Linked DNA regions of Anas platyrhynchos: region 2 is linked to region 1. The links are chromatin contacts, called in public Hi-C maps. All regions are on one chromosome and are shown on one strand. The core of a region is the stretch at or near the end of the contact, and the rest is flanking DNA. Distances in the headings are between cores, read along the strand shown. Region 1 has its middle 54 kb from the start of MPDZ. Region 2 has its middle 20 kb from the start of NFIB.

Region 1 (7,603 bases), core at 3,614-6,113:
GTTTGACTTTTGGCAAGTTAGATGAAGTAAATTAGATGACTTTAAATATGCCATTTGAAGGTTTCAAGTCCCCAGAAATGCCACATGGTATTAGTTCTGCTCCTGAGGTATTTCAAAGGCTAATTTCAGAATTTTTTGAAAGATTACAAAGTCCTGACATTGTAATAAATGATGATTGAAATTGGGTCAAGAATGATACAGAATAAGAAAAACTATGGAAGTTCCTTATAAAGATAACAGAAATCTCTGAATTTCAAAAAGTCTAAAAATCATTATATCTATTACATGTACAGACAAACTGGAAAAAAAAAAAAACAGATAACAATTGCCGATTCAAATGAAATAAAAGCAACAGCTGAAGTACAGAAAGCAGATTATAGAGCAGATTTACATAACTTTTGTGATCAGTTTAAGTTTTTTCTCCATAAATTGAAAGTCAACAGGCACTCAGGGGACCTGCTGGGAAATTATTTCACCTGGTATTGGACAGTTATTTACAACAGGCATTTTTAAGTCATTTAGACTTCAGTAATCTGTTGCCCTATCAGTATAACCTCAGAACAGCCTTGGTCACTGCTAAAAGAATTCTGCTCCAGCCTGCAGCTCTATTGCAGAAGGCCCTGAAAACTGCTAACTTGATGCAGAGTTACATGGCTGATCACACAGTCTCACCCTTCTGCTCTGACCCTGGCTATCTGCCACTTCAACGGCTACTGCTTCAGGAATATTTCCCAAGGCACTTACACCTTTCTTCTTGACTGTTTATGGCAGCTGTATGAGGCACAATGACAAGCTTTTCCTGCAGCAGAGACCGCCAGCTGTATTTGCATGTGGATCAGCAAACAGGGCCAAGAGAATCCGTGATTAGACTGAAAGAAAAAAAAAAAAAAAAGAAAAAGAAAAGAAAAAAAAAAAAAAAAGCCTATTACTAACTGCATTGGCTTTTCTTTAAATACAATAGCCATGTGAGTAATGAAATTATTTAAACCAACTGAAAAAAAATACAGAACTTCCCTCCTCCACAAAACAAAATTAAAATATTTTAACATTCTACGTTCCTACACGATGCCGAAGCTACAGAAATTTGTGGCTGAGCTTACAGCTTACACTTTGAAAAAATAAAAAGACCTCACAAAAGCCATCCTGACAAACAGCATACCAATTGCAGGACTCACCAAATGGGAATCCAAATGTGTTTCCAGTGCCATCAGAGTCTGGTGCTGGAGGAGGTACTAAGCCACTACTGACACAAGCATGGACACTGTCATAGTGCCCAGCCAGCCCCAGCTGCCTGTTTGACATTGCCAAGCCAGGGCGAGACATGATGGCCCTGCATTGTGAGACAATCAGCCAGATGCCAAGGGGACAGAGCAAAACAGCACAGACTCAGTAGGTGAACCAGTATCATCTTAGATGTTATACTGACCAATTAAATGCTGTCTCAGAGGTAAGCATTGTCAGAAATTAACTTAAATAGCTAAAAGGAATCTGTGTGTGCATGCATGTGTCTGTGTGCTCGTTCCCATCAGTGGTGGGGGAAGGATGGAAATGCAAGTCTGCATATCAGCTTACAAGGATGGGAATGGATATACTAACGCCGCTATGGTTAGGAAGCACAGCCATGAAGTAGCCAATAGCTGAGCCTCTAAGCATGTCCAATGTGAAATAGACATTTCCAGAAGTTAGAGAAGACCCAGCTGTGGTAATGATTCATGCCATTAATAAATGCTGTTTCTTCTTACCAACCAGCCTGCCTCCTGAGTACTTATTAAATATCGCAATCACTACTCAACCTGCTTATGGGGAATAGCTTTATCAAAGTGATGAAATTATCGGAGAAAAGATTTGGAAGTAGCAAAAGAGCACACTGGTGAATGACAACCAAAGAACTGTTCCAATAGCTTACAAATTTGGCAAAGTAGTAGTGGGTTCTTCACTTATGAAAGTCAATTAAAAATTCTATCTGTACAGTCAACATAATTTTCCATGTAACAGGGCCACACATTGTCCAAAGTAGTCCCCTAATACAAAATATCAATTTGATTTTCCTCAGGAGATTAGCTCTCCTTTTGCAATGCAAATATTTTCAAGTGTACTAAACACATTCTAGCACCTCAACAGAGGCACTAAACTATTTGCATGCAAAATTACCCAAAGTAGCAGACTGGCACAAGCTTATGCTTCTGCCATATGTGCTGAAGAATTTGAGCCAGGAAACTAGTAGTATCTGGATACTATTTCAATTTCAATTTGATTTTATATTATTATTCAAAAGAGAAAATAAATAAAAAAAATAAAAAAATAGATTAAAAGTAATGCTGCATGTGATGCTGTCTTCCCCAAAGTTCTCTGATTACAAATTTTCCAGTTAAAAACATGGTCCAGGAGATGCAGAGAATTTACTCTTTACAACTGTAGCTACTTTTTTGTATTTTTATTTTTTAGGTACCTTTAAAATAATAATAATAATAATAATAATAATAATAATAATAATAATAATAATAATAATAATAATAATAATAATAAATAAATAAAAGAAACTTGTGCCCTTGTGCTTCTTTTAGACATTATCATTAGTGTCACTTCATGCTGTTGCCTGCACATGGTGTGAAGCAGACTGCCACATATCCTTGCAGCGTGTCAGAGTACCACCAGACCCTCAGCCACACTGAGCTTTCTGTCTGAGGAGGGACTTGGGGCCCTACCCCAGCTCTTGTTTGCATCACAGTGAGTTTGGAGGAATGCTTCAGATTTTGGATGAACTGCTGCATTTTTTGTTGACAAAGTGGAAAAACAATTAGACCTGCTGTACTTATCACTGAAACACCGGCCATGTGAAAAATGCATGCCTTGTCTCTGAAGAATTCACAGAACCACCATTTTCCAGAAACAACAACCAGTTTGAAATAGAAGGGGAGAGGGTAAGAGTGGGGGGTGTGAGGTGGGGAGCTGACAGTCATTCCAGCTGTGCTTGCACTTGGGCTAGACTGATATCTGCAGCACCAGTTGACAAACCTTCAACTGACAGCAATAGCTACTACCTTGGACATGGCATAGGAATCATCTGCCAATGAAATCTGGGCTTATGCAGCTGTTCTGTGTCACCCAGCTGCTAGGAGAGGAGTATCAGAGATAATGTGACTGAAGCCAGTTTTCTGTCCACATGTCAATAGTGGAACACAAGTCATGGATGTAACTTCCGTGGCTCCAAGTGCTATCACATTGAGGAGCTGGGTGTTAAACCACTTTTCCCTTGCTATTGTGTGAATAGGTAACTGTGAGCATCATCAGGCAATGCCTATCCTTTACTTCTGAATAACTTTAAAGTGGGAAGAAATACCCTGTATTTTTAGCTCTTTTACACACAGAGGAAATCCAAGAACCTAAAAGTGGTAAGATCAAAACAAAACAAAATTAAAGTAATGATCCTGCTAAAGCAGTTTTAAGCTTTGGGAACAAAAAACTTCAAGCAAATTTGTCAGATTTCCTTCCTTCCTTCCTTCCTTCCTTCCTTCCTTCCTTCCTTCCTTCCTTCCTTCCTTCCTTCCTTCCTTCCTTCCTTCCTTCCTTCCTTCCTTCCTTCCTTCCTTCCTTCCTTCCTTCCTTCCTTCCTTCCTTCCTTCCTTCCTTCCTTCCTTCCTTCCTTCCTTCCTTCCTTCCTTCCTCTCTTTCTCTCTTTCTCTCTTTCTCTCTTTCTCTCTCTTTCTTTCTTTCTTTCTCTTTCTTTCTTTCTCTCTTTCTTTCCTTCTTTCTTTCCTTCTTTCCTTCTTTCTTTCCTTCTTTCCTTCTTTCCTTCTTTTCCTTCTTTTCCTTCTTTTCCTTCTTTCTTTCTTTTCCTTCTTTCTTTTCCTTGTTTTCTTTCTTTTCTTTCTTCCTACTTGATTTCCATGTTCTACCTAACAGAGTAGTAAGCTGATCTGCAGAGCAACAGGTAAAGGGAAGACATCAGCACAATGTATTTCTTTTGCCTCCTGCACATCAAAACCTGCCCCGCATGGAGGGACAGAGGGGCAGTCAGAGTGCTGACCATGCTCACCTTCAATGTTGAATTGGTGGAGGCACTCCAGTGGAAACCTTTTTTCAGAACACGGTCTTGAGGTCTGGAAACAAATCCAACATTTTCTTGACTCATGGAGTACAAGGTGCTAGCATCTGTTCTAGCTCCAGCATCTCAAGCTAGCAGATATTCTTCCAGAAGTGAAAACCAAAAATACTACGTGTTCTTTCTCTCCTAATTAAATCTGAACACTTAGAGGAGATTCTCAGGTGTAATAAAATTGATATGCCTTCTCTGGCACCTTAGGTCAGCTGAAATGAGGAACAATCTTATTATTACTTTCCAAGATGAATCCAGTCAAGTATGTTTGATCTCACCACAAGCATGGCATCAAAGTTTGCCTGTATGTTTATCCAATTTATGTTAATATCACTCAAAAATGCTTATCTCATGCCTCTCTTTCTTTAAAATAGTTAAAGTGCGTCTTCCACATTTCTGACCCAACAAAAACTAGGTCCAATTCTGTCTTCCTAAAAATCGTCATGTTTGATTTATTTCACTGTCAGAAATTTTGAACAAATGCCTCGGTGCATGAACTCTTTTCTGAGATTTCACTGTAAGAGCCAGCATCTCTTCTTTCCAAAAACATCCCACTAAAGTACTGAAAATCTGTGGTTGTGTAGAAAGTTTAATGGAAATTCTCCTCGTTACATGCCTACCCTTGCGGATTAATACCAGTACATTTTAAACAGCGGTTTGATTTCTAACATTGAATTAATAAAGTGGCGAACAGCCGTCGAAGTCGGCAGCAAAAGGCATGCTAACATCTCCCTCTGCTGACCGCTGAGGAGAAAAGCAACGGCTTTGTCTTGGAGAGCCCTGGATAAATCCTCAGGGCCCGAAAGACGGACGTGATTTAGGCTACACTGTGGGATCAGCCGTGGACGCTTGCAGTTTCTCGATTCATTAAGTGCAAACACTTCCCTTTGGCAGGATCATATGTATCTTTTCTTTTTCTTTCAGTGATGAACACCGCACGTGCATGACAATGAGCTCTTTGGTGTCTTGCTCCCTCTACCAAACAAATCAACTTGCAGGCACATACCAGGAAGTACACAGTGCAAATCCAAAAGGCATCTTTCACTAGTATTTCTCTCCTCAGCTGCAGCAAATAAATAATAATAATAATAATAATAATAATAATAATAATAATAATAATAATAATAATAATAATAATAATAATAATAATAACAACAACAACAACAACAACAACAACAACAATAACAATCCCTTTCTAAAAGTTTGATAAACTTTAGAAGTCTGTCTGGTGACTTTAAAACACTAAGACAGGAATTAAAGACAACTTGCATGCACAAAGAGAAGGTAAGTATTTTTAAAAATTAGGAACAGGGTCAGTCTGTGGCTGGCTTTTGAACAAATGTGCAAACAAGACTCACGAATTCTCTTTGCCACACACACACCTTCTTGTAAGGACCATCCATGGCAGTACACATGGCACAGGGAAGAGGGTGGCTGTGGGGTCACCATTTCCTCTTCTAGCCAAAAATGATAACCTGCGGAGTGAATGATGCCCGCCTTCTCCTGTGAAGAGTGCAGTGTCATTACTGGAGCTCAGCAAGAGTGCCTCCAGAAGGGCTCTCAGCTGTGACATTTATGCCCATTTTGAGTATGTGATGAGGCACAAATTAGTCTTCTAAGTGTATGACTCCAGAAGGAGAATCATACCCTTTTGTTTCTGTCTCTATGATTAAGTTCTTCCTCTTTATCTAAACCCATGCAAACCTGTCAACTGCATCACCCATCTCTGCTTAGAATTGCTATCCTATGAGCACCTGAAATAACATATGACAGACCTATCCAGTCTCACTCATTTGAAGTGAGCTGTCTCCTCTTACTTTTGGCTTCATTTTCATGCAGCCGTAAAGATTCACAGCATATATCAATGGAAAATGTAATATAACACTCAGAAGTTTTCAAATCTCACTCATTCAAATGAGTGTGACTTGACAAGTCTGATGTGATAAAATAATGCAAAGGATTTTAAAGATTTTGCTTAAATGCACAATGAAATGAAAGCTTTTTCTTTCATTTGTTTTCTTTGCTTTTTTTTTTTTTTTTTTTTTTTTTTTTAAACTTTAAAAATGAATTCTAAAAGGGTGCATCAAACTGATAGAAAATAGGAAGACTCTTAGTGCAAAGCCTGTCCTTTCTCACCTCAACCTAAGACTGCTTTGCAGTCCCCCTCACTTATGCTGGAAGAGTTTTACAGGGAGAGGGGGAACGGGGGAAATGAAGGAGGCAATTGCAAAACTGTGAAGGACTAAGGAGCTGAAGGCTATGAAGTAGTTGCTTTATCAGAATGAACTTGCAAATAAAATATTGTAAATGAACAAAGAAATTTGCTGCAGCTCAGCTTAGTTTGCTTAACAACCACTCTGTAAAAGCAAGGAAAAAAAAGAGGGCAGACAACAAAGAGAACTAAAAGAAAGATCAACTGGTAAGAAAGATCAACGGTCTGCTTCAGGTTAGGTGTTGGTGGATTAGGTTAGCAGGTTAGCTGTGGATGTGTCTTCAGAAGAGGTGGAGTCAGGTATGTTCTATTGAAGCTCGAAAGACCAGTTTGTAGGTTCAAATTTCATTTGAAAAGCCTTATTTATTTAGAAGTGTGAATTCAGCTTCTTAATTTTATGGATCCAGTTTTAAAAGCTAACCTGAAATTATTTAAATATAACAACCTATAACAAAGTAGACCGTAATTCCTATAACTTAAAATTTGTCACTGAAGTAAGGCAAGAATGGAAGGTTATATGTACAAATCCCATTATTTTAGTGGGAGCTCGATTTGTAGCAAATGGAAGTACCTCCTAGGCTAGCCTTTTTGTATCTTCCTCTAAAGTATATATTACTCCCTGCTTTCAAGAAGAAATTGGCCTAAATGAACAACTCTTTTACTCCATTTTGTGGCAGTTCCTGTCTATTACATAGAACTAATTTCTGTACTAGAATTGAAGGATTAAGAGTATTAGATTTTTGGTTGTTTAAAGACACCTTGAGTCTCACACAGTGTCAAAATTCAAGCATGCCATTATGCTAAATGTGAACAGTTCAACACAGCTCAGCATCCTTGCACAGCTACTTGCTATTTCGTGTCTATGATACCAGCTGACTTCTGTGAAACTTTGGATATCCTTTGGACAAATACAATAAGCAAACTAAAAAAAAAAAAAAGCCCTAGGAAGTTGTGACAGTGAAAGTTAAGGAGACCAAGATGAGAAGTCTGGGAGTGCTGGATGCAGAGATTTTCTCCAGTGCAACCAGATTTTTGTTTCATTTGTACTTCAGAAACCAGTAGTACCCAGACTTCACCCTAACCTTAAGTTTCTATAAACTCCCACATCAGTTCAGCTTGAGTGCCTACAGTCAAACCTCCTGCCCTGAGCAGGGTCAACACTGAATTCAGATCAAGTTGCTTAGGATTCTCCAACTGTGTCTTGAAAACCTCCAATGAAGGAGATAGCACAACCTTCCTGGGAGATCTCTTCTGCTGCTTAGTTAACCTTACAGTAAAATTTTGTTTCCTTATAT
Region 2 (7,603 bases), core at 1,354-3,853, 450 kb before region 1:
AGCTCTGTTACAAAGACAGATGTTTGAACGATCCTCTTCTGCTCAGTATCAGCTGTTTGGCAGAGCTTTCTTCTGAAATAAAGTACCAGTTACCTGCTAATTCTGGCTGCATTTTCAGAAACGATACAGGGATTTGTTTGATAACAGTGGTGTCCACCCCGCTCCCCACCCTCTCCCTCATCTTCAGGATAAGTAATCCTGGAGACTACAGGATGTCTGACTTTTTACACAAAAGTCAGTGTGATTGGTTGTCTGTGTGAAGAGGATCTAAAGAAATAATTTACAGAAGTCCCAAAACAGGTGGGCATATAGTGTCAGAATGCCATTCAGCGGTGTCATGTGATTTTCTCTAAATACGCTTTGCAAGATTCCCCTGAGCATAAAAGCGAGCTGTGTTGCTGTTTTCCTTCCCTCTGATTCCTGCACTACCACGGTAGGGGAGGTTCTTAAAGCTCTTTGAGAGGTGAACCGCAATGCAAGAAATAAAAATGAAACTTGACTTTTCATATTCAGGCCTTGACTAGGGAAGGGAGTAAGAGAACGTTCCCTATAAATGAACTCCCAGCTTAACAAAATCATAAAAGCCCCATAAAAGATTAAGTATTAGAAAATAATAGCAGACCAAAAAATACAGTAACAAAACACAGTAAATCATGCTTGGAGGGAACCTGTTTCATTTTCATGAATTAGGATGACCTCTGCATACTTCACCAAAGTTCTTATTTTACCACTCCTGAGCTCATAAAAGAGGGTATATTTCATCCCAGGGGTAATGTTAAGATACTGTGAGTTAAGCCCAGAAATATGTGCTGAACATCCCCCGTTACCAGACTGGGTGGAGCCTGGTGCATAGGACTAAGTCTTGAGTAACCCTTTCAAAACCTTTCTCCTCCCACAGTGCTCCCTGCTGCTACAGACCTGAGATCTGAGTAATTTGTCCTTGTGATGAGGTGACAGCCTACACAGCAGCTGAGCTTGCTGGAGCCTCTGGGAAAGATTTTGGTTCACATTTGATATTGCTTCCTAACTATTCAACAATCACCGCTAAACTGATGCATTGTTATTCATGCATGGGTCACCAAAGGAAGGATATGAACATAGGAAATGTAAGGCACACTGTGACCGTAAGTAGCACTAGGAGAACTACTGTAATTTTTGGTGGCCTCCAGCTCTGATAAATTACACCAAAACCTAATGTGGCTCCTAAAACAGCAGGCATGCTAAGAGCCACCTTTGTCCCACCTGCCACTTCTAACCATGCCATATGTGCTTCTGCTCCCAGAGGTGCCGGGCAAATTTTCAGACAGCTTCTCCATCTGGAAATGTTAGGGATGGACACCTTCAAATGGCAAGTAAAAAAATGCCATCTCCCTCTCCTCTACCATCACCATTAAAGCTATGCTTGAAGTCTACCACAGCTCTCCTCGACCTTCTTTTCAAGACCATAAATATAGGTGCTTCACTTTTCCTTGTTAGGTCTTATTTTATCTTGTTCTTGAGGATGTATCTTTATTTTGCTCACAGATATGTCTAAGACTTTGAAAGGACTGTCAAAACTTCAGGCTGAATTTCTGTTGTTCTATAGAAACTGGAGAACTGCATCTCATTTCATGACTACAATAGGAACTAATATGCTCCCTTTTGCTGGTTGCACAGCTCTACAAACCTCCTCTGCCTAAAGAGATGTGGCGATGAGAAATTCCACACCCTGTGCCTTGTGGCAGTGACAGCATCCCAGTGCTAGCTCCTCTCTTTCACAAAATGGGATGACAATGGCAACCTGGCTGCCATCTGAGGTTGCATGGCTGAGGTAGATGGTAACTATGATGCCCTTTGAACAGCTAGCTGATGTTAGATTGAGCTTGTGAAGAAGTTTAGTGGGAAAAATGTAAACGGTGTGTAGCACATGATATCTCTTCATAATGGCGTGTTTTTGGGGAGTACATGGAGCAAAGAAATTGACAGCGCTGCAGAAAAGCTGAGCTTAAGCATCTCTGCAGAAATCAAGCTTGCTGGTAAACCTGCCAGGATGATGCCACATAGTGTTTTTTCTTTTTCTTTTTCCCTTCCCTTCCCTTCCCTTCCCTTCCCTTCCCTTCCCTTCCCTTCCCTTCCCTTCCCTTCCCTTCCCTTCCCTTCCCTTCCCTTCCCTTCCCTTCCCTTCCCTTCCCTTCCCTTCCCTTCCCTTCCCTTCCCTTCCCTTCCCTTCCCTTCCCTTCCCTTCCCTTCCTTCCCTTTTTTTTCCAAGCTTCTTTAATAAAGAACAAACATGCAGTGGTACCAGTAAACAGTTCTAAACACTCAACACACCTTGATAAACCAAGACCTGGTGTGGATTATGTACCCTTAATACAGATTCGTGCCTGCAATCGGTATTGTGCAGTACTGAGGCGATGGGAAAGTCGAGTTTAAGTGCCACAAGACCGGAGTCTCTTCGAGCAGGACAGACAAACTTGGTCGCTGCTCTGCTGGGCCGAGGTCGGTCAGGCTGGCGTGTGAGGGGCAGCACCCGGGGACGGATGCTGGCGGCAGGGCTGGGACCGACCCGCGGCCCCACTTCGGTGCCAGAGGCGCCAGGGGGCGCGCGGGGGCCGCGCTGCGGTGCGCGGGGTGCGGTGCGCGGGGTGCGGTGCGGGGCTGGCAGGCAGGTGCGGGGCCGGTGGTGGTCCCGGCCGCAAGGCAGTGGCACCTCGGGGCTCTGACTGAATGAGGTTTCTCCTCCCAAAGGGACGAAACCTGCCAAAAACCGCCGCGACCGAGGCGGCGCGGCTTTGCGGTGCGGCTGCGGGGATTTGGGGTGTCCCCTGTGCAGCCCCCCGGGCAATCGCCCCGCGCCGCCTGTCTCGCTCGTAACCGCTCCACCGGATCCCTCGACGAGTTCTTAAAATCCGGCTGAATCTAAGAGTAAACGAGTAAAAGCCACGAAACGGTCAACAGGGGAAGGGGGAGGCTGCGCCGTTGCCTGTTCGTTGCCTGTTCGGCGCCCACCCGCATCCCTCGGTCTGTCCCCGACCTGCGGGACCCCGCGGGCGGGGACAGGTGCAGCGGCCCGGGGGGCCGGGGGGTCACGGGGGGATCATCCGCGGAGCGCCGGGGTGGTGGGCGGCCGCCGGGAGGGCTGCGGACACGCTCCGAGCCGCCACTGCGGGGCTGCGGACAGGCTGTGGGGGTCGGGAGTCGGGGGGTCGGGGGGCGGGGGGCGGCTCCCGGGGCGCCGCAAGCCCCTGGCCCGTCACCCACAAAGTATTTCTTGCATCGTGTTCTTGGACTTCCCGCTACAAAGCGGGAACTTAGTTCATTACCCTGCGAGGCTAGGAACGCGATTCCGCGGAGCGCTCCACTGCTCGCTGCCCGCTTTATTGCTGCTCTCCTCGAGCCGCGCTGCCTTGAGTTTGCAGCCTGCGGTTCGTGCCAGTACTTTTTTTTTTTTTTATTTATTTATTATTATTATTCAAGCGGAGCTGGCGACCGAGGAAGGGGTCGTGGAAAGCCTGTAGGACACCAGCTGGCTGCACGCTGCCGGGGGACGCGGAGACTCGCCACGCGTGTGCGTGGTGTTGTCTGCTTGAATATAACAAAAGAGATTGCTTGTTTTAAATAAACCAGTCCGCCTGGGTGTTACAATAAAGAGATAAATAATGGTACAAATGATAGGTACAAAGAGAGTGCTCCTAACCTGACGAACAATGCCACTCTTGCACCACAGTTTTGCAGGTTTTCCCTTACATATCTGAGTGATTCTATTCCCATTCTTTAAGGGTCAGGAAAGAGCAACTGGGATGCACTATAAATATATAGGAATTAGGGACTCTAATATTTGAGTGTGTTCGATGTAACCATATGAATATATTACTGCAGTTAAAATAGGTGTTGAATTTATTGACGCGCATATACAGAGAGAAAAAAAAAAGCCTTTCTGTTATTTCTCCCTGCGTTTTCGGAGTGTTAGACAGTGCTGCAATTAGGATAACTGGAAATCAGTATACTTGATTACGAGCAAAAAGACAATAATGATGAGACAGGGAGGTTGCCGGCACACGAAACATCACGAAGACAGCAGACTTGTTAGATGCCGAGGATGTTTATCTGGATGGCTGCTCATTTAGTTTCTTCATAACAAACACTGTGTTTATAACAAAGCAGTTACTGCTTCTTGTCATAACAAAAATCGCTATCCAAACAGGATTTTGCCCCCTTCTCTCGTGCGTAATGATCTTGCTCTGTTCTTGCCAATGTAAGTGATTTGGAGCTGTAAAACTATTTGTTTCTTCTTTTCTATACGTGCCCCATAATACGAATTTCATCCTCTCTGTGCAAAGAAGCCTCATTTGCACTTATTTTATTCATTTGTGTTGGTTCAGTCGCTGACCTCTGGCCACGGAGGGCACTGTACTCAGGATACCCTTGGCAGTGTCAGAAAATCGTACGAAGAAGATCGCAGTGATCAGGCACTTTATTCCATGCAGTATTTTTGCGAACTTGTGCGGGTGTCCATGCACAAGTGGTACGGGAACTCTCCAGATCTATGAAGTTGAAACCCCTTGTTTCATTGCTGCACCTCAGACTGTACCTCGTGCATTTACAAATGCGTATGTCATTGTAACCTCAAGGGCGCTAGTTTTTAAAGCCCGAATTACTGTAATTCGGTCTTTAGGAGGCATCACTTGACAGAGTGTTTTTTTTTTTTTTTTTTTTTCTCTCTTTCATTTCCATTTACTTTGCTCTGTCCCTTCATAATGTTGTTTGCATTCATGTTGGCTAGCGTTTAGCTAAACACACAGCAAAGTGTTTCTAAAATGGACACAAAGGTAGTCGTAGTGACAGCTGAAGCTCTGGGACAACGGGGAAAAATATTTAAGAGCACTTTAAAATACTCATTTACTGGAACTGTATTAATAGTGCAGGACTGCAACAATGGGGGGGGGGGAGAGAGAGGGAGAGGGACGGCAGGGATATTTAAATGGCATTAAGAGCGGACCCACATTTTACTACTGGTTATGAAGTCCATCTGGAATTCCCCCCAAAACTGTTCAATAAATGCTGACAAAGTGTATTTGTCAAGGGGACAAGAAGTCATGGCATTATTTTAGTCAGATTTCATTTATTTTGACAGGTGGGCACACCGTTATGGTGAGTTTTGTGTACAGTTATCATAAGGGTAGCACCTACAGAGTAGATTTATTTACCTGTTTATTATTTGGGGTATTTCCCTGCAACATTTTAGAAAGGTTTCTTTATTTACGCAAGTGTTCCTGTCTACTTTTTTTTAAATTAAAAAAAAAAAATGATTTGCCAGGCTGAGGGAGCCATTTCTTATAACAGGTAGTTTGACAAGGAAAACCGATGGTCTTAAATATCAAAGCGTAGTCAAACCGCAATGAGATTCAAAGAAGGGAGTGTTGGTACATTTTGTTCCAGCAAACGAGCTAAAAATAACAGCCCCCACCCATGTTGGAAGGAGGTTGATTTGCCCACTTGGAAGGGCCGATAGGAAATAGAAATTAAATTATTAATGTAATCAAACAGAGAAAAAAAAAAATCTGCACGGAGGCGCTAAGGGTGAAAGGGTTTTGTTCTGAAGTGTAGCTGACTTAAACAAGCCCGCGTGCAGAGTCGAGGCTCGGAGCGGGATTTGATGTGTTGTTGGGAGCTTTAATCTCATTTTATACCTTCCTCACGCCGCATCAGAATGCGTTTAAACAGGGTCGTAATCGTGCCAAACTGCACAGCGCAGTGTAACCCTGCTTCTGTCGCCGTCCTGACACTCGAAGCCCAAAGTGAGAGTCTCCTTTTCGGCCCCAAAGAAAGCTCCTTCCACACTTTCACGTATTCGACTTACCTGCAGAGCAGGGTCTCTAAAGGTGTCGGAACTACTTTGACATTCATTTCAGAGATTAGTGTAACGTGGAGCACGTCAGTGAGGAAAATGCTTAACATCACGATTACAAAATCCACGTTGGTGCCATTTTGCACCACGCATCTCCCCTCGCAGAACGCAGGGGAGAAACAAAACAAAACAAAAAGCCCGTAACTAGAAAACGGGAGAAAAAGCAAAAACAAAAACAAAAACACACACACACCACCCTCACCCCCGTGTTTAATCGCCCGACCTCCCTTTTCTGCACGGGGGGCAGGCTGTCGCCCCCTGCCCGAAGCGCGTCCCCCTCCGGTCGTTACTGCCCTACTCTGGCGGGCGGCGTGGGTTTGTTTTAGGGTCGGACCGCGGGGCGCACAATAGCGACCTCGTCGGAGGAGCAGCCCTCCGCCGCGCCCCGACAGCGCCGCGAAGCCGCCCCCGGCCGCCAGCGGGGCCCCGGCTGCCCCCGGCCTCTGCCCGCAGCCCCCTGCCCGCAGCCCCCCGCAGCTCCCCGGGGCCGGCGCCGACTCCCGGTGCTGCCGCCGGCTCCTGCCAACGCCGCGCTGCTTCGGCGTCCCCCCCCTTCCCCAAAATCTCCCGCCCCCTCCCCGGGTCCGTGCCCACCTCCCCCGGCGCCCACCTCCCCCTGCCCGCCGAGCAGAGGGTTTGCTCGCCCCGCCGAGCTAGCGGGGGCCGGACCCCCCGCTGTTACCTCCCGCTCGTCCGCCGGCAGAAGGGGGGTCCCGAACCTTCCGCAGCCTCCCCCCAGCCTCCCTCCAGGTCCCGTCTGCGGGACTCGGGCTCTTTTCCCCTTCTGTCCTCCCGCCCGTCTGCCTGCCTGGCTGCCTCCTTTTTATTTCCCCTGCCAGTGACTTAAGACCAAGCCAAAGGAGGCAAAAGGAAAAATACAGCCCTGGGCTCCAGGTCTATAAATACAGCTCAGAGAGAGCGCTCGAAAGTTTGGAAAGACAGAAAGGACGGAGGCAGCACATGGAGACAAAAGCTAGAGCCGCTCCGCCAGCGGGGAGCGCGGAGACGATGCTCCGGCTGCGCCGGGGCTCCGCGGCTCGTTCGGGTGGGCAGGGCGGCGGAGGGAGAGGGCTCGGTGCACTCATCATTCCGTGCTGAAATACAGGAATGCTAGCCAAAAATTAAAATAAAATAAAATAAAATAAAATAAAATAAAATAAAATAAAATAAAATAAAATAAAATAAAATAAAATAAAATAAAATAAAATAAAATAAAATAAAATAAAATAAAATAAAATAAAATAAAATAATGTTAGTCGATCGATAACTCAACTTTGTGTAGCAGATATTGAGAGTGGAAACTTTCCTAAAACGTCTTGAAAACGTCTTGAGCTGGTAGTGGGGAAGAGTTGGTAGGTTTTTGTTTTGTTTTCTCTCTCTTTTTTTTTTTTTTTTTTTTTTTTTTTTTTTGTGCTAGCGGGTAAATCCTAATTGGCTCAACGTTTCCTTGTTCTCTCTGTAGCTTGTTTGTCCACCTGCAAAGGAGAGAAAAATAAGTCGAGGGCTCTTCAAGGCTGCAAGGGGTAGCTGCAACCCTACCTGTTTTATGTCACTGGCCTCAAAAGAGTGTCTTAGACACTCTTAAGTGGGGCTGCAGTCCACTGTGAAAGTGACACAGAGGATGTCAGAGAGGCAATGGACAACATACACGTATATATCCCGTATCCTAACTATACATTCATGTCCACTGCTTCCAAGTCTATCCTATCCTAAGGT

The links. Hi-C and Micro-C count contacts between places; a contact is called where the count stands out from the background.
Region 2: a Hi-C map of subcutaneous adipose tissue shows a contact between it and region 1, with 3 times the contacts expected there. The contact joins two enhancer-like sites. A contact is called at or near these places in 3 of 8 Hi-C or Micro-C datasets (liver, skeletal muscle and subcutaneous adipose tissue).

Annotation. Positions count from the first base shown.
Region 1 is chrZ:34,071,466-34,079,068 of IASCAAS_PekinDuck_T2T, reverse strand. No RefSeq gene overlaps it. Among named protein-coding and RNA genes, the nearest start is that of MPDZ, 54 kb to the right of the region's middle. Within about 2 kb of position 4,863, at least 1 of the 8 cell types and tissues checked has an H3K27ac peak or open chromatin away from gene starts, as enhancers often do. A contact at or near this core is called in subcutaneous adipose tissue, where this site is marked.
Region 2 is chrZ:34,516,896-34,524,498 of IASCAAS_PekinDuck_T2T, reverse strand. No RefSeq gene overlaps it. Among named protein-coding and RNA genes, the nearest start is that of NFIB, 20 kb to the right of the region's middle. Within about 2 kb of position 2,603, at least 1 of the 8 cell types and tissues checked has an H3K27ac peak or open chromatin away from gene starts, as enhancers often do. A contact at or near this core is called in subcutaneous adipose tissue, where this site is marked.